Linked DNA regions of Sus scrofa: regions 2, 3 and 4 are each linked to region 1. Evidence: chromatin contacts called from public HiChIP or PLAC-seq data. All regions are on one chromosome and are shown on one strand. The core of a region is the stretch at or near the end of the contact, and the rest is flanking DNA. Distances in the headings are between cores, read along the strand shown.

The links. HiChIP or PLAC-seq counts read pairs in DNA pulled down with a chosen protein or histone mark.
Region 2: a contact with region 1 is called in an H3K27ac HiChIP or PLAC-seq map of alveolar macrophages. The contact joins two enhancer-like sites. A contact is called at or near these places in 1 of 47 Hi-C or Micro-C datasets (embryonic fibroblasts) and 1 of 2 datasets of contacts at active chromatin or transcription factors (alveolar macrophages).
Region 3: an H3K27ac HiChIP or PLAC-seq map of alveolar macrophages shows a contact between it and region 1. The contact joins two enhancer-like sites. A contact is called at or near these places in 2 of 2 datasets of contacts at active chromatin or transcription factors (alveolar macrophages and skeletal muscle).
Region 4: an H3K27ac HiChIP or PLAC-seq map of skeletal muscle shows a contact between it and region 1. The contact joins two enhancer-like sites. A contact is called at or near these places in 1 of 47 Hi-C or Micro-C datasets (embryonic fibroblasts) and 1 of 2 datasets of contacts at active chromatin or transcription factors (skeletal muscle).

What each region holds. Positions count from the first base shown.
Region 1 is chr3:94,215,052-94,220,794 of Sscrofa11.1, reverse strand. All of the region lies in intron 1 of EPAS1 (endothelial PAS domain protein 1), which reads left to right. Among named protein-coding and RNA genes, the nearest start is that of EPAS1, 36 kb to the left of the region's middle. Within about 2 kb of position 2,869, at least 33 of the 83 cell types and tissues checked have an H3K27ac peak or open chromatin away from gene starts, as enhancers often do. A contact at or near this core is called in alveolar macrophages and skeletal muscle, where this site is marked.
Region 2 is chr3:94,467,260-94,473,002 of Sscrofa11.1, reverse strand. The region is part of intron 11 of PRKCE (protein kinase C epsilon type); the gene reads left to right. Among named protein-coding and RNA genes, the nearest start is that of EPAS1, 220 kb to the right of the region's middle. Within about 2 kb of position 2,267, at least 1 of the 83 cell types and tissues checked has an H3K27ac peak or open chromatin away from gene starts, as enhancers often do. A contact at or near this core is called in alveolar macrophages, where this site is marked.
Region 3 is chr3:94,396,745-94,402,487 of Sscrofa11.1, reverse strand. All of the region lies in intron 12 of PRKCE (protein kinase C epsilon type), which reads left to right. Among named protein-coding and RNA genes, the nearest start is that of EPAS1, 150 kb to the right of the region's middle. Within about 2 kb of position 3,262, at least 2 of the 83 cell types and tissues checked have an H3K27ac peak or open chromatin away from gene starts, as enhancers often do. A contact at or near this core is called in alveolar macrophages, where this site is marked.
Region 4 is chr3:94,377,169-94,382,911 of Sscrofa11.1, reverse strand. It overlaps PRKCE (protein kinase C epsilon type), which reads left to right. Exons shown (of 16, transcript XM_021088295.1): 14 at 1,174-1,362; 15 at 4,940-5,086. Among named protein-coding and RNA genes, the nearest start is that of EPAS1, 130 kb to the right of the region's middle. Within about 2 kb of position 3,156, at least 11 of the 83 cell types and tissues checked have an H3K27ac peak or open chromatin away from gene starts, as enhancers often do. A contact at or near this core is called in skeletal muscle, where this site is marked.

The DNA of each region.
Region 1 (5,743 bases), core at 1,620-4,119:
GTCATCGGATGTTACGTTAACCTAGTGATAAGTGCAGCCACCGACACGCCTCTTTATTAACCCACTTTCTACTCGGGAAGCAGCAAGGCGTTCTAACTCTGCAGTCCTGATCCTACTGCTGGGGGATCGTGGCTGGTCTAGCCTTCCCTCCAACTCACTGTACCGTATCTGAAAGAGCTAGACGAAACTGCGGTTGCTGGGGTGAGATGCAATGCCAGGCAGTGTGGTGCGTAAGCAGTTTGACATTTTGCCTCTGCCGTCAAAGAAGACTCTTAAGATAAAGCAACTAAGGTGATGCTGCCTTGCGTTAAGTGAAATAGCTTGATTCTCTGGGTATTCGGGGTGAGTGGGGAGATCGGTGTGGGCCAGGTAGAATGATCAGGAAAACCTCGATGGAGGTGCCGGGGCTATGTTGATTCTGAAAGTATAGGATTTGGAATGCAGTAAAGGAGGGATCACATTTCAGGTGAAAAGAAAAAACAAAAAAACAAAAAACTGGGTAGCAGATGGGGAGCTGAGTTAGGGGCGGCCCTGCAGTATGGTCTGGCTGGAGCAGGCAGGGGGCTGCAGGCTTGTAGCAGCTGAGGTTGGAGAGCAAGGCTGGTGCTGGTAGGCCTCCAGGGGACTCTAGAGCTTGGACTTCATCGTGAGGGCAGTAGGAGCCACTCCTGCTTTTTAAATAGGGGAACGACACCCTGAAATGGTTTGGGGAGATGGGATGGGGCAGGGACCTGGTGGGCTCTTCCTCTCTCTTCGGTCTGATTAGAAGTGTATTCTTCTTGACGAGTAGTCACAGAGGCGAAGGGCAAGGGGAAACAGCGAGAGGATGGGGGCTAAAGCCTGAAAGCAAACACAGCACCACTGGAGCCAGAAGAGGCGGACACCCTTGGTCAAGTTTATTTTTTCATTCCATGGGTAGTATTTGAGTTACTGTGCAGCAAGAATGCCTTGCCGAGGTCTCTGTGGGCCGGGCCGAGGTCCCAGCTTGTGGTGGCCCAAGGGTTGCTGCCATATTTAGAGCTCTTAACAAAGGGACTTGTTTCCCCTGGCTTTGCTCCCAAGGAAGAGGGGTTCTCCTGTGTGCTGACCAGTGTGGCAGAAGCACAGCCAACAGCAGAGGGATCCAGGCTGGGTTCTGTGCTGCCCACCACCTGGCACCTCAGCAACTGGTTAGGGGGGCAGGCAATTACCTGATTGTTAGCTTTAGGTACCAGTCAGTCCTTTTGTCGCTGACACCCCTTCTCTGCGCTTGGCACCTTGTGGCCACTCAACCGCGTGTTGAGTGAAAACATTCTGCCCATTCTGATGTTCCCTGTCTTACACCCTGCCCTCTGGCCCATCTCCTGACCACCAACCCTCCTGCTCACTCCCCAGCAGTATCTTTGTTCTTCTCACCCCTCTTGCCCTCCTGATTGTCTCCCCAGTATACCTGCTCCTCCTTTGAGTCCCCACTCCAGAGCCAGGCTCTCCCTGTGTTGACCAGCCTTGCAGACTTTGTCCAGTCAAGCTCCCATGGCCTCCACTGACCACGGGCCAGTCCTTTAGAACTCGACCTCACTTCTCCGCAAGCTCCCTGAGTCAGGAGTGGTCACTGCATGCTTCCCACTGTTTCTTGCAGCCCCAGCACATGAAGAAGGACTCGTGAATATTTGTTGAATGAGTGGAGAGAAGAGCCATTGCTGGGGCAATAAAACACAACCCACTTTCCCAAATTGCTCAATATTATCTTTGGAGAGCATGACAGTAACGAGGAGAAGACATTTTGGCATTTCCCGAGGCTTTTGATGACTTCTCTGCAGTGGAATGGAGTATAGCCTCCTAAATGTGTGTGAACATCTCACTTCGAGTCACAGTGCGACAGGGGCCGAGATGGGACCAAACAAGGGCTTGCACTGTGGCCAGGAACTTGGTCCTCCAGCCCTGGGTATGCGACCATGTAAACAGGCTAGAAATTGCAATTCTAAAGGAGAGAAAGGGTCCCTGAGGTCCTGCCTGGGTTCCTTTCTCCCTCCTCTCATTTTTCCTTTGTCTCTGCTTGCTTTCTCTGTTTTGTAAACAGGAAGGCTCCAGGGGGGTCACCGCTGGGAAGGGATGAGAACTCCTGCACACCTCCCCCCACCCCACCCCTGCCCTTCTCTTGCCGTTTTGAAATACTTTAAATACCAGGCACCAGAAGTTCTGGCGTCAAATTGGGATTAGTAAGGCAGATCCTAGGGTATTTCACGAGGCACATATGATCAGGCATCGGTCCCGATTAAGAGACTAAACAAATGTTATCTTCTTTGAAATGAAAGTGTCTGAAATAAAGGAGAGAGGACGGACCCTCGAAGTCATGTTCGGTGCTTGAGTTCTCGCTGAACAACTGTCTATTCCGGTTATGGCTTTTAAAAATTTTTTTTCACCCAGAATGTCTGACGACACTGCGCAGGGAATTTCTGCCCCCTCCTTCCTGAATATACCCAGCGCCGGCCCCTGAGGCGGCCCAGCTCTGTTTTCTCATGACACAGTGATTATTTTTGGCATTGCACATATTTTCTCTAATGTTATTATCTCACCCCCACCCCAGCCCCTGGTTGCCTTTCGAGGAGCAATTGTTCGGGCCCCTCGGCATAAATCAGGGGGTTAATTTGGGTTCAGTGTGGAGAAGCGGGGAGGGGGACACAGGGGGACTTCAGCTTCTCCTCCACAGCCCCCCCCCAGCCCCCGCCGTGGTGCCAACACAGAGGTCCTGTCCCCCGGCTCATGAAAGAGCTTGCTTTCCCCAGACTCTGGGCTCCCCATTCATCCTTTCTGCCAGCAAGGCTTGAGGGACTCTCTAGAGGTGACGCTGGGGGCTGCACCTCAGGGATGGCATCTTAATGACTTGACTTGGCGGGTGTGAGAACAGCCCCATTCAGAGCGGGTGCACTCCCTGCGCAGTTGGCCCGCTCAGCCTCTGTCCATAAATGTTCTCTTGTTCCCACTGCGTGAGGAAATGGAGATTTCCAAGTGGGAAGCAGACTTCCCAGTGCTTTAACTCTTCCCTGAGGGAAAGAGGAGCCGGCGAGAGCGAAGTACAGTCGAAGATGGCCCAGCTGCCGCTCCCGGGAGAGGAGCAGGGCCCAGGGCTGGGGATGAGGCCAAGACAGCTGGGATCACTTTTTCTTTCCTCCCTGAGAGCAAAAGGAGAAGAGGAAAGGGCACACTGAATTGCCCGTACAGTCAAGTAGGAAACATTGACTCAGTTTGTCCACCCTGGTCCAGGGTCCCATGAAGGAGGCACAGAAGGAGATGTTGTGTCTGTGCCCCACTCCCCAAGGCACCAGAGTGCTTACAGTCCAGTTATAGCAGCAGGAGGTTTGCAGAGAAAAGCCAGCAAGACAGAGAGGCCTTTACTGAGGGCCAGTGAGTAATGTGGGCAGGAGGCGCCTTGGAGAAGGGAGTGAGGGTGGATAGGGAAGTGTCTGGGGGATGTAGGCTCGAACTGGCCCCGAGGGGTGGAGCTTTAAGCAATAAGCAGGGATGAGATGTAAATGGAGGGAGGCGGGGCCACCAAAGTAGGGCTTAGTGAAATCCCATGAAGAAATATAAAAAGAGAGTAAGAGGCTTCCCGGCAGAAGAGGAGACCTGCCTTGTTAGACTTTAGGTGGCTGTGGGTAAGGACAGCATCTGGGTAGCACTGCCCCTGCCCCTGCCCCTGCCAGATGGTGGTATCTCCATCATGCCCTTGGTCTCAAGATCGCATGCGTCCTTGGGTCTCTTTCTTTTCAGATTGTGGACCCAGACAAGAATCAGCATCACCTTGGAGGCTGTTAGAAATGCAGAACCTCGGGCCCCAGCCCAGACCTTCTGAGTCAGAAACTGCATTGTGACAAGATCTCAGGGTGATGCGTGGGCAGAGTCAGGTTTGAGAAGGGCCGGTCTGTGTGCCGGCAGCTGTCAGCAGCGCTAGTTCAGACACAAAATTTGATTCACAGAGTTGGGAAAACACACACATGCACACACACACACCTTTGAATGTTTCTGCACTACAGATCTTTCCAGCTGGAAACTTTTTATTCTGTTTAAGATTTGGATTTGAGTTTTTAGAAAAGATCCAGAACAGTGAGTGACTTTGAAGAAGTCACAGTAATCGTCGAGGTGTTTTTTATCTCATGTCTGTTTTGTACTATTTAGACGTTAGGGGACGGCTGGTCTGGTTAAGGGGACGGGAGCTGCACAAGTGGAGTGGATGGGGAACAGAGGGCGGATCGAGCAGGGCAGAGTCTCTGAATAGGGATGCAGAGAAGTTAGCATCGGTGGGGCCTCCTGGAGAGAGTGCACTGGGGGGCCTCAGAGGAGTGCGGTTAGACAGACCAAAGCCATGAAGAGCGTGGCCTCCAGGAACGGTAGGGGGAGGGGAAGAGTAGTGCTGGGTCTCAGCCGCCGTGGGGACCGTAACTACTCCCCACTCCCTGCAGAGAAAGGGCTTGCCTCATGCTGGGGACTCTGTTTTTCATCTGGGGCAGAGCCCTTTTCTTGATATCCTTCTGCTGTGCAATTTCTCTGTCAGTTTTCTTAGCTGAAATTGGTGTTATAGGAACAGGTTGGCAGCATAGGCAGAATGGCTTGAGTCAACACACAGATGGGGAGTTCCCATTGTGGCTCAGTGGTTAATGAATCCGACTAGGAACCATGAGGTTGCAGGTTTGATCCCTGGCCTTGCTCAGTGGGTTAAGGATCCGGCGTTGCCGTGAGCTGTGGTGTAGGTTACCGATGTGGCTCGGATCCCGCGTTGCTGTGGCTCTGGTGTAGACCAGCGGCTACAGCTCCAATTAGACCCCTAGCCTGGGAACCTCCATATGCTGTGGGAGTGGCCCTAGAAAAGGCCCTAGAAAAAGACAAAAAAAACAAAAACAAAACACAGATCGTACTGTTGGAAGCTTGTGGGATCCAGAGGAGGTAGGCTGCTGATGGAGAGGAGCCCTAAGGAAAAGCCCTCAATCATATCTGGGAACAGCTTGGGTGTGGGGGAACCACCCTCACGCCCTGGAAGTGGCACCAAGGAGAAGCGTCTGGTGAGAATGAATCGTGTAACCTGTGCTGTGTGTGGCCGCTGAGAGCCAAGTGGGAACTTGCTTCCTTGTGGAGACAGACATCTCCAAGCAGAGAAAAAGTATCCGCTGGGCCTGGCTTGTCCATTGGGGGTAGAGGGCTGACCTAGACCAAGAGGGTCACCAGGATGTCCCTTGTGCTGCTTCCCAGATCAGGAGCTTCTTAAATTAGCTATCCTTAGGGAGCTTCCCCCCCTCCTCCTCCCGCCCACCCCTGCCCCGAAACATTCAGCTCAGCTAAACCTTTTGAACCTCAGGAGAATTTTGGGGTAAGTTTGCCCAGTCATCATCAAGTGTGTGGGATTTAGTGTCAAATGGTGGGTTTGTGTGCTGGCCACATCACAGGGTGACACGAGGCATGTCACTAACATCCTTGTAATCTGTTTCCTCATATGTGAAACGGGGCTAATACATGCCTGCCTCACCAGAGTCTTTCAAGATTAAATCCGAGACAGTGTGATGAGAGTTCTCTGTCAGGCACAAGTGTTGCATGTGGTTCTTTCGTGGCTGTAGCAGCAGCGGCAGCCCTCAGTTTGCAGAGGTAAATGAGTCCCTCCACTGGAGGTGGCATAGTGCTGGGGGTCGGGCACCAGGGCAGAGAGGACAGTGGGGAGGCAGGAAATGCCCCCTATGGTTGCCTGCTCTCCTCCCCTCCTCATGGGGAGTCTCCT
Region 2 (5,743 bases), core at 1,018-3,517, 250 kb before region 1:
TTTAGCTTCGCATCTGTGTTACCTGCTGAAGCAGAATTTCTGGGCTGTGTCCCAGGTAATCTTAAGCTTTCCAAGGGATTCTTCTGCACATGAAAGTTTGAGAATCTCAGCTTTAAGGTTCTTTGGATATGCACACCACATTGAAAGATAGAAAAACTTGGAGTTCCCATCATGACTCAGTGGTTAACGAACCCGACTAGTATCCATGAGGACGTGGGTTTGATCCCTGGCCTCCCTCAGTGGACTAAGGATCTGGCATTGCCGTGAGCTGTGGTATAGGTTGCAGATGCGGCTTGGATCCCGCATTGCTGTGGCTGTGGTGTAGGCTGGCGGCTGTAGCTCCGATTGGCCCCTACCCTGGGAACCTCCATATGCTTCGGGTGTGGCCCTAAAAAGACAAAAAAAAAAAAAAAAAAAAAAAAGAAAAAGAAAGATGGAAAAGCTTAAGCTTAACACACCTTAAATAGAGGGTGTGTTATTTTATAACTAAGCCGTTTTTAAGATGGCTTAATTTGGGATTGTTCTTCTTGGTCAGGGTTTTTACATAGCTGGTTGAAATCTTAGAAGAGTGTATGGGGGTGTCAGCTGTGATCTACAGCTGCTGCAGGATAGCACTGCCCTAATGGCTGGCATCTTGGGCATGACCCCTTCAGGAAGCTTCTTGAAAATACCCTCTGATAAATAAGGACTTGGATGGGACTCAAGAGGTATTTGAGGTTCCTGGTGGCTCAGTGGGTTAAGGACCTGGCATTGTCACTGCTGTGGCATGTTCACTGCTGTGGCATAGGTTCAATCCCTGGCCCAGGAACTTCTGCATACCTTGGGCATGGCCAAAACAAATAAAACAAGACAAAAAATCCTAAAGAGAATATATATACATACTTTTTAAAAAAAGGTATTCCACATTCTTTGTTTATTTCTATAATGAGTGAACGTTGTTGGAAAAGTCCTATTTGCATTTTCAGTTAACAAGCGGCTCAGTCAATTAACAAAGCAGCTCTTTTGTCTTGGGTCTGACACTGAGTTTTCCACCGCTTTCCTTAACTCGGTGCAGAAGGCCCATTCTCAGCCTTGTTCTCTGTCCCTTCTTCTGCAGTAAATTCTTCTTAGGTCAGGAGAGCTGTATCTGATATCCAGGGTCTATTTGAGGGAGAGATCCCGTGGCTTCTTTTTTTTTTTTTTTTTTGCCTAGAGACCCAGCCTGCCTGGCCATATTTATCTGTTGTTAGAGAAGTTTAAAGGCACAGGATTAAGACAAGGCTGGGCCAGGCAAGCCAAGGGCTCTCCCGGAGCTAGGCCACCTTGGATATTTCTATGCTGAGCTGCTTTCTAAAAACTCATTGGAGAAGGAGTACAGAAATCTCATCTCCAGTTGACCAAGGGAACCCCAGGCATTTGAACTTGATGAGATCTCGTCAGGGCTGCTAGATACAAGTGAGAGCTGGCAGGGAAGGTGCTCTTTTATATCATGATGAAGACTCCTGCCTGGAACGAGAACACATGTCTCAGAAGACATGGTCCTGGGCCTGGGAGGTCACCTCCAGACCTGCAGGCCCCACTCACAGTGCTGTGTGGCCAACATGGTGGAGGGGGGTGGTTGTTGGCTGCACCCCAGGTAACTGCTGAGTTAGAGATCACCGAAGAGCTCAGGCCATGCATCACATTTGAACATTTGAAATCTTTTTTAAAACTTTTATTTTAGTCATTTTAGGGCCACACCCATGGCATTTGGAGGTTCACAGGCTAGGGGTTGAATCGGAGCTATAGCCACCGACCTACACCACAGCCACAGCAACATGGGATCCAAGCTGCGTCTGTGACCTACACCACAGCTCACAGCAACATCGGATACTTTAACCCACTGAGCAAGGCCAGGGAGCGAACCTGCGTCCTCATGGATACTAGTCAAGTTGGTTAACCACTGAGCCACGATGGGAACTCCTGAAATCTTAAATGCTGGAGAAACTGTGCATTTCAAAACACTGAAGTGGCTCAACAATGTCTTTTTTTTTTTTTTAAATGGCCACAGCAAATGGAAGTGCCCAGGCCCGGGGTTGAATCCAAGCTGCAGCTGTGACCTACAAAACAGCTTCGGCAACAGTGGATCCTTTAACCTACTGCACCAGACAGGGGATTGAACCTGTACGTCTACACCGACCCAGGCCACTGCAGTCAGATTCTTAACCCACCGCACCATGGCGGGAACTCTGCCATGTCTGTTGCTTCACTTATTTAAAGCTTCAGATGAAAGCAGTTCCCTTTTCTCCTCTTATTCAATTAACTCACTTATTTTTGAGTGAGAATGCTGGATGAGTCAGAAGCAGAAACACAGGGGAAGTTCTTTTGAGAGAGGCTATCTTGGCCAAAAACAAAAAACAAACAAAAAAAACCATCAAAGCATCTCCATTTTAATTGCTGCCCTTTGATCTGTATACAAGATGTTTTCTGTCAAGTACCAAGCAAATCCTGGAAAATTGAACTTAGTTTTTAAAATGATGCAGTTCTCTCTCTTGGTGTCACCGAGACCAAGTGGGTAGCTCATTAAATACAAAAAGTGCTTTGACAATCAGAGGGCCAATATACTGTGTGTTAACCATTATCAACAGTTGTGAAATCCATGTCTTTTCATTTAACTCATATTTCTGTACAGTGGGCAAGAATCATGCAGATAAGCGTACCTGCCCACTACAGCAGTGTAAACTGACTTGCTTAAGGGTCCATGGGGAAGACAGGAAGAGTGAGTTCTAGGCTCTCTTTGTCGGATTAGCTGTAGGGCAGCTACCCAATGATCCTTTTGGGCCTCAGTTCGCTCCTCTGTGAAATGGGGACAGCACACGCTGCCTACTCCACACATAGGCCTCTCCTGATGCTTTAACTTCAGCATTTGGAAAGGTCCCAAGGGTCTTAGTGAAATGGAAAAGCCCCACCTATGTTGTTTGTGTATTTTGTATTCTCCTATCCCTCTCCCTCCTCTAGGGGTTCCTCACCTCCAACAGGGACCCTCATGGTACTCACTGCCCCGAGTGTCCCCATGCACCCCTCCGCCCTCACCTCCCACCAAACGTCTGGTTTTCTGAGCAAGGAGGGGGGCATGGCTGCTCAGAGCAGACCTCTGCCCGGTCTTCCTTGATCCCTTTCTTCCCTAACGCTTGGCCTTTCTACGGGGAGGGGCAGTGGCTGGGCTCCGTGTGGGGCTTTTGGTGGTGGTGAAGGAAACCAGTGTCTGACAGGTGAGCTTTTCTTTCTGGTAGGAAATGCACTTCTTTCTGAATACCAAAGGGCTGGGCCAGTGAACCGGGAGCCTTCTCCACCTGGGCAAATTCTGCCCACCTTGCACGACCCAGCTTGGGGTGATTCTTGCCCTCTGCTTCCTCCCGCTGGAGTGAACGCACTCTCCTTTCGCACACCTCCACGTGCCAAAGACAAGAGAGTAGCACTTGGTCGTGGGTCATATATCTCTCCAGGGATGCCTGATGTCTGACCTTGGTAGGAGGAGCTCAACAGAGGTTCAAAAGGCAATTTGGGAGCTCCTGTTGTGGCTCAGCAAGTTAACCCAACTAGTATGCTTAAGGATATGGGTTCAATCCCTGGCCTCGCTCAGTGGGTTAAGGATCCAGTGTTGCTGTGAGCGGTAGTGTAGGTTGCAGCTTGGATTCTGAGTGGCTGTGGCTGTGGCGTATGCTGGCAACTGCAGCTCTGATTTGACCCCTGGGAACTCCATATGCCAAAGGTGTGGTCCTCAAAAGAAAAAAGAAAAAAAAGAAACCAATTTAGTTGGCTCATCACTGCAGCTTATTGTCCTAAGGCCTGCCGTGGAGTCCCCTGGAGGAGATGACTTGATTTTGTTGGATGGAGAGGATCAACAGGACAGGAGAATGAAACAAGGCCCTTCTTTCTCCTCCTGGACTGAGCTTGGGGCAGGGTTGTCTGTCCCAGCCCATCCTTCCTGGAGTTTTACTTATCCCATCCCTTGCCCTATTTTGTGGTCTCCAGGAACCTCGGGGTTCCTGCTTAGAGGCTTTCCAAGCAGGCTTGGAGGGGATGGCAGCCCCCACCCCTGGATCGTGCTGCCCTGGTTTCTTTCCAGCCCTGAGGATGCGCACAGCCCCGCCCTCTCTCAGGCCCATAGAGCCTTTAAGCTTCTGTTGACTTAGAGTGGCCTGAGATAGGGTGAGATGGGAGAGCATGCGCCAGATCGGGGCAGAGTTTTGCAATGATTGTGAGCCCAGAGCAGAGTCCAGGCCTTGAGGAGCCAGGCTGGTTGAAGCCTGAATGGTTTCCTGAGAAGCCCTCTGGTCAGGGAACAGCGTCCCTGAGTTTTATACCTGCTGCGGGAAATACCTTCTGGTTTCCATGTAGCCGAGGGAAGGTACTCTCACTTGGTTCCACGTAGGGCACCGAGGGTGGAGGGGCCTCGCCTACGCTCTTCTGCTGTGAACTCTTGCAAGTCCCACCTGCTCTAGGAGGTCTGTCTTGATCTTCCCTCATTGATTTCCCTCCACCCAGTTCCTCACGCCTTGTGGTACTTTAGCTCTTAAGGACACACCGCTTTATGTTGTGCCATCAATTTCCCCACCAAGCCTAGAAGACCCTCAGACAAAGACTAAGGCCTTCTGTCTGAATCCAGCATGGTGCTGGCTCCGGTGAGGGCTGCGAGGGGGGCCTGAAGCCGTAGTCATCACAGCCAGGGCTGGAGGCTGGAGATGAGGTACTGAGCCTCTGAGTGACAGGGAGACCCGAGCCCTTCCGGGAGCTCTTGGTGGAGGCTCAGCGTTTCCTCCATTGGCCTCCCAGTGCTCCCACCACCACCCTGTTCCTGGGGTGGCTCAGGTGAGCTCATGGCCTGGGATGCACAGCCCCAAATCTCCGAAGTCACCTCCCTTGGATTATGTTTACCTGTTACAAGCAAAGAGCCCAAACAGGAAAGATTAACAGCAGCACTGACACCAAGACGCCGCCGCTGGTAATTTTTTATGAGCCCTTTGTGATTGTGGAGTTTATGAAATTTAAGTCAACAGTCTTCCTTGTAATCTCCGAGCCGTGAGAAGCTGTCTGAGCGTTTATTTGCCGAGCCGTCCCTGCATGCCTGTCCCGGGCACACCTAGGCTCCAGCGATCCGCCCCGTCAGAGGGTCTGATTTCGGTAATCATTGCGAGTGCGGTGGCTTTCAACCACGTGGGTTGCAGCCGAAAGAAAACATCATTTTAGTCATTTGGTTTCCTTCCCTGCCTTCCCCACCTCCTCTCTCGTCCTTGCCCCTCCCTTGAACTGAACAGATTATAAAATCTCAGGTTCGATCTTGGGACTGGGCAGGAACAAAGGCTTCCATTGCCCCCTCCTTCCCTTTCTCCCAGCAAGGCCCCTTAATGAGTTCCAAAGGTAGCTGGGCAATTTCAGGACACTGCCACCAGGGCCTGGAAAGAACACGACTTGGTAGACCTTTGTTTTTTTTTTTTTTTTTTTTTTTAATGCCATGTCCTAGGAGTAATTTTTGGGCACACTGGCACCCTTTGGATGTGTCTTCTCCCATTCCTTTTTCTTTCTTTATTTCTTTTTTCTTTCTTTTTTTTTTTTTTTTTTTTTTTTTGGTCAAAGCCTCACTCTTTTCCAGAAACAACAACAATAAAAATGATTTTTCTTGATGCCCATCGTGGGCAGAAGCATCTCCCATACACTTATCCAAGAAGTTCCTTGAAAGCCTCTTTTCACCTGCCTGAACTTCAGGTTGTCCCATGCCCACGAG
Region 3 (5,743 bases), core at 2,013-4,512, 180 kb before region 1:
ACAGTGCAGGAGGGTTCCCTTTTCTCCACACCCCTCCAGCATTTGTTATTTGTGGATTTATTAATGATGGCCATTCTGACTGGTATGAGGTGGTATCTCATGGTAGTTTTGATCTGCATTTCTCTAATAATCAGTGATGTTGAGTGTTTTTTCATGTGCTTGTTGGCTACCTGTATATCTTCCTTGGAGAAATGTCTGTTCAGGTCTTTGGCCCATTTTTCAATTGGCTTGTTGGCTTTTTTGCTGTTGAGTTGTATAAGTTGCTTGTATATTCTAGAGATTAAGCCCTTGTCCGCTGCATCATTTAAACTATTTTCTCCCATTCTGTAAGGTGTCTTTTTGTTTTCTTTTTGGTTTCCTTTGCTGTGCAAAAGCTTGTCAGTTTGATTAGGTCCCATTGGTTTATTTCTGTTGCTTTAGGAGACTGACCTGAGAAAATATTCATAAGGTTGATGTCAGAGAATGTTTGGCCTATGTTCTCTTCCAGGAATTTGATGGTGTCTTGTCTTATATTCAAGTCTTAAAGCCATTTTGAGTTTATTTATGTGCATGATGTGAGGGTGTGTTCTGGTTTCATCGATTTGCATGCAGCTGTCCAGGTTTCCCAGCAATGCTTGCTGAAAAGACTGTCTTTTGAAATAGACAATTTTATAATCAGAATCACGAAGCATAAAGAGGAAGATAGCAGTAAACATAAAGGCAAATGATTCTATCTCCCTGGGCCTCAGGTGGATAAAAAGATCTCTGAGCTGCTATGTCGCGAACTTGAGTCCCATCGGCAGCATGGCAGCGACTGGCCGGACCATTTAAAGGTTGCGATACTCTCTCCTCCTGGGGCTTCCTGCACACCCAGGCTCTTGCATTTCTTCTCTGGTTGTTCCATTGCACGTCTTGCCCATTAAAATGTGGGCCTGCTCACAGACCCATGGTAGCCTTCTTCTGTCCTCATATCATACCATCTTCTTGGGACATCCCACCCATACCCATTATCCATCTGGCCCAAACCTTCCTATATCACCCCCTGGTCAGCGTGTCCAGTTAGCTGTATCCACGGCACCTCAGACTCAGCCTGTGCAAGTTGAACGACTGGCCGGCCCCTGCCCCCACCTCCATACCCTTGGCCACGTTGTAAATGCACGTCAGGTGCAGCATTGAAGGTTGTCTTTAGTGCTAATGATCTTTGTTTCATGAACTCCACTGGAGTGTGTCCTCCCTGAGGAAAGAAAGGAATCTCTCTGGACCTGCCTCATCTCGTGGACCTGTGCATTCCCCTCAACCCGCACCCCTGAACGAACAACATGTGGTGTGAACACACCCTCTGCGCTTCCCCAGCGGCATGCACGCACCCTCGCATCACTGATCAGCTGAAAAGCGCCGCTTGGTCTCCAAGCAAATACCTTCCGTGGCCAAATTAAACAAATACACATAGAAGGCTTCTTTTCTTAAGAAAAATAAAATCTGTTTTCCGTCCCTTCAGAGGTCAGTCCGTTTTCAGCTCCCTGGCCTTGCCTGAAGCCTCTGATATCTTCTGAATAACTTGGGTGACCCCCCACTTTGCAGGAAGACGTGCTTTCTCTACATCCCCCTCAACTCGTAGGAGTTATATTTGTGTTTCATCTGCCCTTTATCTGGGCCGGGGTGACCTTCAAGACGCCGACCACTCTCCTAGCACGTGGCTCCTTGTATGGCCGGACACGGAAGCCCTGCGCTTACTAGTTCTGGCAGCTGCTCACGCTGACAAAGGAGCTTGAGGAGCGGTTTTTCTGGCCTGCGGGGTCCAGGAATGCTGGGCCCTGCGTAAGGTTCCGTGGTCCACTTACGCCAGGCTCCAGGCCCACCCCACGGAAAGGTTACTCTTGGTCCTTTAGCTGGAGTGGCCCTTCTATGCTGACAGAATGCTGGCTGGATTTGAACTGCAAGTCGCTGGGCCCAAAAAAGGCAAGATCAGCCGCCCTTGCCTTCTAAGGACAGTCGCAGTGTCCTGTTTGTCCCTCCGGTATAGAACTTACACTTACCATCCCACGTAGTCTGGACATGGGTCCACCTCTCTCTCCAGACCCATCCTTGAGGACAGGGACTGTGTCCTCTCTTGCATCCTCAAGGCCAAGCACGAAGGCAGACCCCAAGTGGCAAGTCAGTAAATATCATGGAACATTATGCCGCAGGGCCAAGTAGGATGTATTAGGAGTTGCAATGATGCCATTAATTAGACTGTCATTAGAAGGGGCTTAATACAGGTGCTGCCTATTTTCCCATCCAGACCCTGAGCAGACCTTGGGTGCCAGGCACTTTGCAGAGCTCTGGGGACCAGGCTTGTGTGTGAACACAAAGAGGTTAGTTCTCATGGAGTTCGTGGTAGGGAAACTGTAAACTCAAGGACATATACAAGCCAATAATTGCAAATCGTGATCATTGCTGCGAAGGAAATAACTGACGAGACTGGGATTAAAGGAGGGGTTGGAGGTGTTGCTCCTTCCTTTACCGTGGGATGGTGGGGTGCTTTAGACAGGGTGGCCGAGAAAGAGACATCTTTGAGGAAAGGGGATGGAGGCAGTGGATTGGAATGGGACAAGGAGTCTGTTCTCCGGAGAGAGGGAACAGCAATGTGGCAAAGGTCTCAAGGCAGGAACGTGCCCAGGGATCTTGAGGAACCGTCAGACACCCCTGCGGCTGGACAGAGGGGAAGGTGGCACTAACTGAGAGGGTGGAGGGTCAGCCTGGGGCCAGAGTAAGGTGCTTGGATGCTGTTCTGACTGCCTTGGGGGTTGCTGGTTGGCAGAGGGTTCTTCCTGAGTATAACCAGAGAAGGGATTAGGAGATGCAAGAGAACATTAGATTGCCGCTGCCTCTGATGGTTCTGGCCCTCAGGGTCCTTAATAATAACATGTTTTAGTAGTTCTTATGTTATCTGAGAATAAGGTCATTTGGCTGCCAAGGGCCATGACCCACAGATTCACTTCTATACTCTTTCATCCATTTGACCAACAGGTATTGCAAAGCTAGGCTGCATCAGGTGCTGGGGGAGTGGGCCAGTATGAAAGACACATACCCCAGGGGGCCTGTGTGAGACATCGAGGCAGGAGACAGTCCCACACATCTGGGAACCACCCACCCACCCCAGGTCTGGATTTTGAGGGGATGTGATAAGGGAGGAGATGACAAGGCGAGGCTGGTGATGAGAGAGTCCACAAAGGGTCTCTTGTGCCATGGAAGGAAGCAAGTTCATGGGGCGCCACTGAAAAACGCAAGGAGGAGGAGAACATCATCTGATTTATATATTGTGTAACACATCTCCTGGCAGAAGTTTGCCCCAGCATGTAAAAGGGAAGCATTTGGTGTGCAACAGCCATGATTGCAAGTTCAAGCTTCATGGGCTTCAGCTGCCTTGGCCTCCCAGGATCTGAGATGAGAAGGGTCCTTGGGGATTAATTCCTCCAGCCACAGTATCTCGTATTTGAGGACAAGTAAAGATGAGAGACACAGTTGTCTTGAGGTCACCATTGTCCTTGGTTCTGGGCTGTGCAGTGAACCCCACAGAGCCATTTCAGAGAGCCAGTTGACTGATGGACTGGAGAGGAATAGGGGGACTGGGTGTAAGTGTCATGATGGTCAGGGCAGCTCATCCCACTTCCTGGGGACACAGGTCAAGACCTGTTTCCCATCAGTGGAGGTCAGGGTATTCTCCATGAGTATTCAGAATAAGAATTTGCTTTCATTACCTCGGATTAAAAAAAAAAAAGTAATTGGAGAATCATGCCCTCAGATACATTATTCTGCAGTGATTCCAAGTCCAAGAGCCAGGTACAGCCCCAGGCTATTTATTTTGGCTGTGAACAGGCATGCTGTTTTACACCTCAGGTTTCCAGCTGTCTGGGGTAGTAGCTGGGAGCCTGCTCTCTTCAGACAAGGGGTCATCTCTTTGGTCAAAACAGTAGTGTCTAGCTTATCAGTTACATCTTATAACTATGTTGCTATCAGTGGAAAAGCAACTACCACTCCAAGAGCAACAACTATGTTTGCGATCCTACCAAAGGACAAGCGTGTGGATACAGTGCTTTTTTTTTCCTTCCCCAAGCAACATAGCAAAGTGATTACAAACATGGGAGTTGATGTCAGGTAGCACCCACTTTGTCACTCACCACCAATGTGTTCTGGGCCAGGTCAGTCACCCCTGGGAACCCTCTTCTTCCACTTTAAAATGGGGAGAATAATTGTCTTACCAGATCCTAGGCTCTTTGTGAGATTAGATGAGATATGGCATATAAAAGATTTAACCCTAAGCCTGGTATACAAAAAAAAAAAAAAAAAAAAAGGCATTTGGAAAAAAAAAAAATGGTCGTTATGAGTTTGTTCCTAAATGATTAGACGTTTCCTATGAAAAGACTTGGAGAAGTCTTTCTCTGCACACCAGCCCAGAGTGAAATATTCTCATGGATGGTCAGGTATCGACACTGCATTGGAGCATTGTCTTGGCTCTGAAAGCAGAGTGTGCTTTTCTCTTTGCTGGAGAGGCAGGAGGTGCAGTCTCCTAGGCTTCTTGCTTGCCGTCCTATCTGGCGTAGGGTCATGTTTGAGCGACATGGCCCTCCTGGGAGTAACAGGAGGTGCTGCCGCAGAGAAAGCTGGGATGAAGGATAACAGCAAATCACCAGCTTTTGCCGAAATCTTGAGGGGGCAGAGGGTCTTGCTCTTGAACGCATGGTTAAATGGATGAAGGCGTTTGGCCACATCTGCCAGAGGAGCCTGGGTTCCCATCTTGATTAACCACAGTCATTGTCGAGTCTCCTCTCTCCGTCCAAAAACAAGCCGAGTTTCTTCATAAGCTCCCCCTGCGGGCCTGCTCTCTGCTGATCCAAATAGTTGGCATCCTGAGAAGTAATCTCTCTCTAACCTCTTATCTTCAAGTAAGTGGAAGAATCTGCTGTCATTTCTGTGGCACTCAGGCCTGAGCTGTGTGCAATTAGTGTTGCGGTGGGGTGGGGTGAACATACCAGGAAGTGAGGGCATTTGGAAAAAAAAAAAAAAATGGAGCCAGCATGAAGAGGAAGAAGCATATGGGTCCCTTCCTTTAGGGTGCATATGGGTCCCTTCCTTTAGGGTGAGTTTTCACGTCAAGCAAAAAAGAAAAAGAAAAATATTTCCATCTTTTCTTGTGTGCAAAGGGTTTCATGGGTACCAGCGCTTTGCCAAGTCCTCCATGGTTTACAGAAGAAAGAGTTTTCCATCCCCTATTTCTGGGGCATCTCCCGTCAAATTGGGAAACCATAATCTTACAAGTGGAAGAGGGTGAATTTAGGGCTGAGGGCTGAGGTGCTCTGTGGGGGAAACAGGACTCTACCAGACGTTGAAGTGTGGGTGCCAGCTCCCCTCACTAACGATAGGCGTTGCTGTCCCCAGAGTTGTTTGTCTAGAAACTGGGGATGGTGCTACTCCCCTCCGCCACCCAGGGCTGTTGTGGTGAGTAAGAGAGATGAGGTGTGTGATATGGCCATGAGGTGTGTAAGCCGAGGAGCGTAGGACAGGTTAGAGCCACCATCCACAGCACTCCCTCGGGCCCCAAGCCCAGCGTGGTGAGCCCAGGTCCTGTGCAGTCTGCCGAGGATCTGGAAGCAGTCCTGTCTGTCCTGATTAGAGATACCTATGCAGCCCCACCGCCTGCTCCCTGCCTCCCGCCCTTTGTTTTCTCCCCTGGGGCTCCTGGTGTTCCCATCAGGCATCATTCCCCAGGCCCAGGGGAAAAGCG
Region 4 (5,743 bases), core at 1,907-4,406, 160 kb before region 1:
TCTTCCACCTTAATTAGTTTTGTGAGGTTACCCTGAGAACCTGAGCCTCTTCTGATAAATGGGGAAGTCAAGTGACTGGCTTAAGATCACCCAGAAAATGTAATGCCAAACTTGGGGTGAAACTGGATGCATCCTGGTTGGTCTTGCATCTCCTTATAGCCCATGGCCAGTGCTGCAGAAAAAAAAAAAAAATGATGGGGCAGTTACTGGCTTTTCAAAAAGTTCTGCGGCTTCTTGACTCAGGGTAGAATTCCTCTCGTGCATTGCAATTCTGGTTCCGTTCGTAAAATGACAGTCCTCACATGTCATTCTGCACCAAGCTGATGGCGTGGAGTATTCGGCCTAATGTCATACATTTAACCTAAGTGACAATGATGCCACATACTTGGTCAGAGGGTGAAAAGGGAAAGGGGCAAAGAGAGCATAGAGAAGAGAAGCCACCCATGTCTAAGACAAGATGTAGCAGGCAACCAAGGAGAAGATTTGACTGGTCGCTTGCAAGCGACAGTGTTACTGAAATGCCTCAACTGAAAAGAAGGGGTCTCTGGGGCTTCCTAGAGGCAAGCAAATGAGGATTCATCAGTGAATCCTTAGACAAGTCATGAGGAACCATGGAGATGGGTCTTTTCTCAGAAAATGCAGAAAAGAGCGTAGTGGTTCTGTATGATTAGAACACAAATGGGCGGGGAAATTAACTAATTCTAGCTTCTTATCTAAGAGCACAGGGTTCGGTAAATTCAGCATTGTCACCATTTAAAGAGATCCTCCTCATCTTTCCACTCAGTGATCCAAGCGCTGGGCTGAGTGTGCCATGGGAGACCCGAATTTGCTGCCCTCACTCCAATTTTAGTGTCCAAAATATGCACAATTTTGTACGTGGCCCTTGGTCCAAGTCAGGAACGTCACTTGGTGCTCAAGCCAAGAAGCAGCAATTTGTTCCCCCGGAAGACAGACTGTGGGTGCTGACTTTGGAATGCTGGCCCCCAACATAGCCTCCCAAACTCAGTTTTCACTCAGCTGGCTGACGTAGAGCCCGGTTCTGCGTCCGTGGGCTCCGCTCTACGGAGGAGCAAGCTGGACATAACGATGTGCGCCTCCCCACGGGTGTGCATGGCACAGGTGTGGCAGCAGGGGGCAGCCTTCCATCCCTGACCTTTCCCGTTTCCCGAACAGATCCTGCAGGAGTTGGAGTACGGCCCATCAGTGGACTGGTGGGCCCTGGGGGTGCTGATGTATGAGATGATGGCTGGGCAGCCCCCCTTTGAGGCCGACAACGAGGACGATCTGTTCGAGTCCATCCTCCACGACGACGTACTCTACCCGGTCTGGCTCAGCAAGGAGGCTGTCAGCATCCTAAAGGCTGTGAGTCACTGACCCTCACGGCCTTCTGCTCCCCTTGCCTCACCTCCCCCCACCCCACACCCCCTCTTCCTTTCCCTCTCTGTCCCACCTCTGCTGCTGAATGGATAAGTGGAGGGTGGTCACTGTGGGGGGAGCGGGTTCAGGCCCATTGCAAGGGGCTGCTGCTGAGAAGTGGGGGGTGGGGATAGATTGCTCTTCTTGTGGGAAAGGGACACGATGTCTGTGTTTCCTGAGGAAACTCTGAACACACGTGTGTCCTCCAAGTGCTCCAGAGGGGCCAGGGCCAACCCCCCGCCACGCTGGGCTCACTCTGGGGACTGGACCCTCCTCCCTGACCTGCCACCACCCTGGCCACCTGTCTTCCTCCGGGCCTGTGATGCGGAAGAAACAGCAGAGGAGCGGGGGAGGGTACTGTGCCTCCCTGTCCGCGACAGCATCACTGGTCGGAAAAGAAGTATCCACTCAAGACCCCCGTGGCCACACTGAATTCACACATGTGACAGAGAGACTGTCCCCGCCCCTACAGAGAGTCCCTCACAGCTGAAAATTCGTAGTGCCTGCTAACCCTCGGCTTATAGTCCTGACTCCTTTTGCCCATCAGAATGCCCCAAAGGTCAGAGACGGCATGCCACACTCACATTTGCCATCGCCTGCCACCTGCCACGGTGATTTATTTCTCCTGTTTTGTTTTTTCAATAGTGTCCCAACATCTACCCAATTATATGAGTTTTACAAAGAAATGTCATATCACTCTCATATATGGAAAATCAGTACCACTAGCTGACATTGAATGACAGAAATTATCACATGCAATTGGTAAAAAGAAAGACCTAGAGTCTGTCAGGGACATGTGCCCTATTTCAGAAAATGCCGCATCAGAAGACGTTGCTTCTTTCTGCACTTCATTTTTCCTTTCCTCTTCCCTCCTCTCCCTCTCCTCATTCCTTCCCTCCCTTCCTCCTCTATTCCTCTTTCCTTCCCTCCCGTTCATTGATTCGATGAATGACTACGTGTGGAGTGTTTCCAGTGTGCCAGGCATTGTGCTGGATTCTAAGTAACATTAGCGAATGTAACAGCCTCCTCCCTGCCATGTGGAGCTTGCAATCCAGCAGGAGAAGGTGGGCAGTATAGAGAAGACCCATCCGTATGCGGTCGCTACTGGGATAAGAGCAGTGAAGGAAGTGAACGTAGTAGGTTCATTCACTCTTTCATTTATTCAACACGTATTTGTTGGGCATCCAGTGTGTGCCCGACACTACGCCACATGCTGGCTTCTCTTGAGCACTGGAGGCAGCAGAACATGCCCAGTAGAGCCAGTCCCTCACCCCAGGCCCCAAACATCAGCCTGACACAGCTTCCTGTGATTCCCTTGCTGGCCCCCCAGGTGGGCCCTCGCCTTATGGATGACTGAGAGTGGCAGTTTTCAACTAGGGGTGATTTTGCCCCCCTCGCATCCCCCAGAGACCTTTGGCATTGTCTGGAGATGTTTTTAGTTGTCACAACTTGGAGGGGGTGCTACTGTTATCTCGTGGGTACATCCCAGGGACACTGCTCAACATCCTGCGCCACACAGGACAAGCCCCAACCACAAAGTATCCAGACCCAAAGGTCACTAGCACAGAGGTTGAAAACTGTGACCCATAGAGATTCAGAAGAAAGAGGTTGTGCCTGTGTCAGCTGGCTGGGGAGGATGAAGTCTCTGGGAAAAGAGCAGAGCCTCTGGCTCAGGGTCAGCTTCCTGAGACGTTAAAACCTGTGTGTTTATCCACAGCCCTGCTGCTTCCCCTCCCAGAAGTGGGGGGACAGGAAGAGCTGGGGAAGCGAGGAGAAGTCTTCTGCTCCCTTGGCCTTGGAACACTTCACTTCCTCACATTGTCACTCGATTCTAGGACCAGGCCGGGTTTTCCATGACTTTGGCCACTGAATTATGTCTCTGAGGGCTACTGCCTACGTTTAGAACTGTAGAGAAAGCCCTTTGCGTCATAGAGTTATACAGTGCACAACCTGTGCAACAGTATATAGCGGTGCTGCTCCCTTCCTCAGCATTGGGCCCTGAGGCCCAGCCTTTCAAGCCCCCATTCACTTGTCTCAATGTACTGAGTCCACAATGGGAGCCAGGCACTGAGCCAGGTGCTGGGAAGATTCGTATGCTGTAGAGCTCACCAGAGGGAAGAGATGTTTAGACAAGTTATAATTTACATAAGCGAGAAGCATGGAGTCTCAGATTCCCACAGAGGGATGAATCTGGGGAGGCTTCCCAGAGGAGGCAGCCTCTTGACTGGTCTTGGAGGATGCTTAGGGACTGGAGAGGGGCCTTCGACCAGGGGAGTAAAGGATGCAGAAGGCCAGCAAGAGCGACTGGCTAGTAGACTGAGTAGTTTCTGTGTGCCACATGAAAGGGATATGGACTTTATCCTGTGGGCTACAGGAATCAGGGGTGACCCCTACCAACTGTTAGATTAGAAGGATGAAGTGAGTCGGCACCATTCCTGATCCCCAGGTACCCAGCACCCCTTCACTCTCTTATCTGTGGCTCTCCTGCCTCAGTACCATTTAGTGGGGGCCCAGGTGCTTTGCTTTCCGAGATACCAGGCAGGAGTCAGTAGGAGGCTCTCCCTGCCTAGGAGACTCGCCCTTGCTCCTGCAGCCCGAAATGCTGTCATTTATCTCTTTGGGTTATAATTTGTCCTCTTAAGTTCCTTTGTTTAAATCCAGACTCAGCCTTCACCCCATGAAATGTAACACTCGGTCCCTGACACACATGCATGCACATTTCCATCTAGCGGCACTGATCGCATCTGCTCAGTTAAACTAATATTTGCCACCAGGACTGATTCATTGAATAGGAATAATAATTGTACCTGGGCGTGTGAGGTAAGACACCAGCCAAAAAGTATAAAACACATCAGTGTGATTTTTACGAACAAGCATTGAGAAGCAATCAGTCTTTCTTTTTCCTGTTTTTATTTATCTGCTGATCTATGCGGGACTTTGTGCTAGAGATTAAAAAAAATCAATTTTTTTTTTTTTTTTTAAGTAGGAGGGCCGAGGTCCAGGAAAAGGAAAGATGAGAAGGTTGCTTTGATAACTGACCTTAACATGACTATCTGATCTCCTTTCCTTATCCCATAAAGGACCAGGGGCCGCATGATGTGAGTTTATCAGACCTCAGTCTCCCCAGTGAGATGACTCAAGAGCCTGGGGTGAATCAGGGGGTTAGAAAGAGTCTGAGTTCCTAATCCTGACTTGATACCTTGCTGGCTGTTTGACCTTGACCAAATTAATTAGCTTCGCTGTGCCTCAAGTACCTCACCTAGAAATTAGGGCTAATAAGAGCAACTGAGAGGCTTGTGTTTGGATGAAATGAGTCCACGCGTGTATATGCTGGGCGTAGACTGATGGCTGGTGTGGAGTGAGTCCCCCAGAGAGGCCTGAGGCACAGAGCCCCCGAAAGTCCAGAAACCAGGTTCGGGAGTTTGATGCTGAAGATGTGGCCTTGGCCGCCCTCCATCTTGCCAGACCGCCCATGCCAGCCCGGCCTTTGTCACTGACTCTGTCTCTGTCCTCGTCCCCACAGTTCATGACCAAGAACCCCCACAAGCGCCTGGGCTGTGTGGCGGCGCAGAACGGTGAGGATGCCATCAATCAGCACCCGTTCTTCAAGGAGATCGACTGGGTGCTCCTGGAGCAGAAGAAGATCAAGCCGCCCTTCAAACCTCGAATTGTAAGTAGGCCCCGAGGGGCAGGCTGGTTCCCGTGCGCAGAGGGAGGGGTCTGGGCACATTTTAATACCAAGATGATGAGGGCAGGAGGTGGCCAAGAGGCCCCGTAAGAGACAGTCTCATTGGCCCTGGGAATTTCCTATGGCAAATACATAACCCAAAGCTGGAACCAAGGTGGCGATTTGATGTGGGACACAGAGGAACCCTTCGGATTTGAATGCAGATTTATTTTGATCCAAAATTCTAGGGGATACTAGTCTTCCACGTGTGGTAGAGATAGAAGGTTTCTGGATAGAGAAACTTTTTTTTTTTTTTTTTTTATTGAGTCAAGTGAGAGGAAAACATTACCTGAATAATAGTCGCAGTCATCCTGTGGAGCTGTCCCAGAGCGGACAGCAGGGCCTCGGAGGCGGGCAGTTGAGGAGGTCTGTCCGCGTGGCAGCGCCTGGGGCCTGACCGTGTTCAGAGGCCATGTGTTTAGGCCGCGCCTCTGCCTTCCCTGGCCGGCTCTCCCTTCTGACCTCTTTCCAGCCTCAGCACAGGTTCCGGGCCTGTTGTAATGACGCCTGTCGGAGGCTGCTGTGCAAAAGGGGGTTTGAAGCTCAGAGGCTGCAAAGAGGGACGGGCCTGTGGAGTCCGGGCTGGACTCAGAGAGCAAA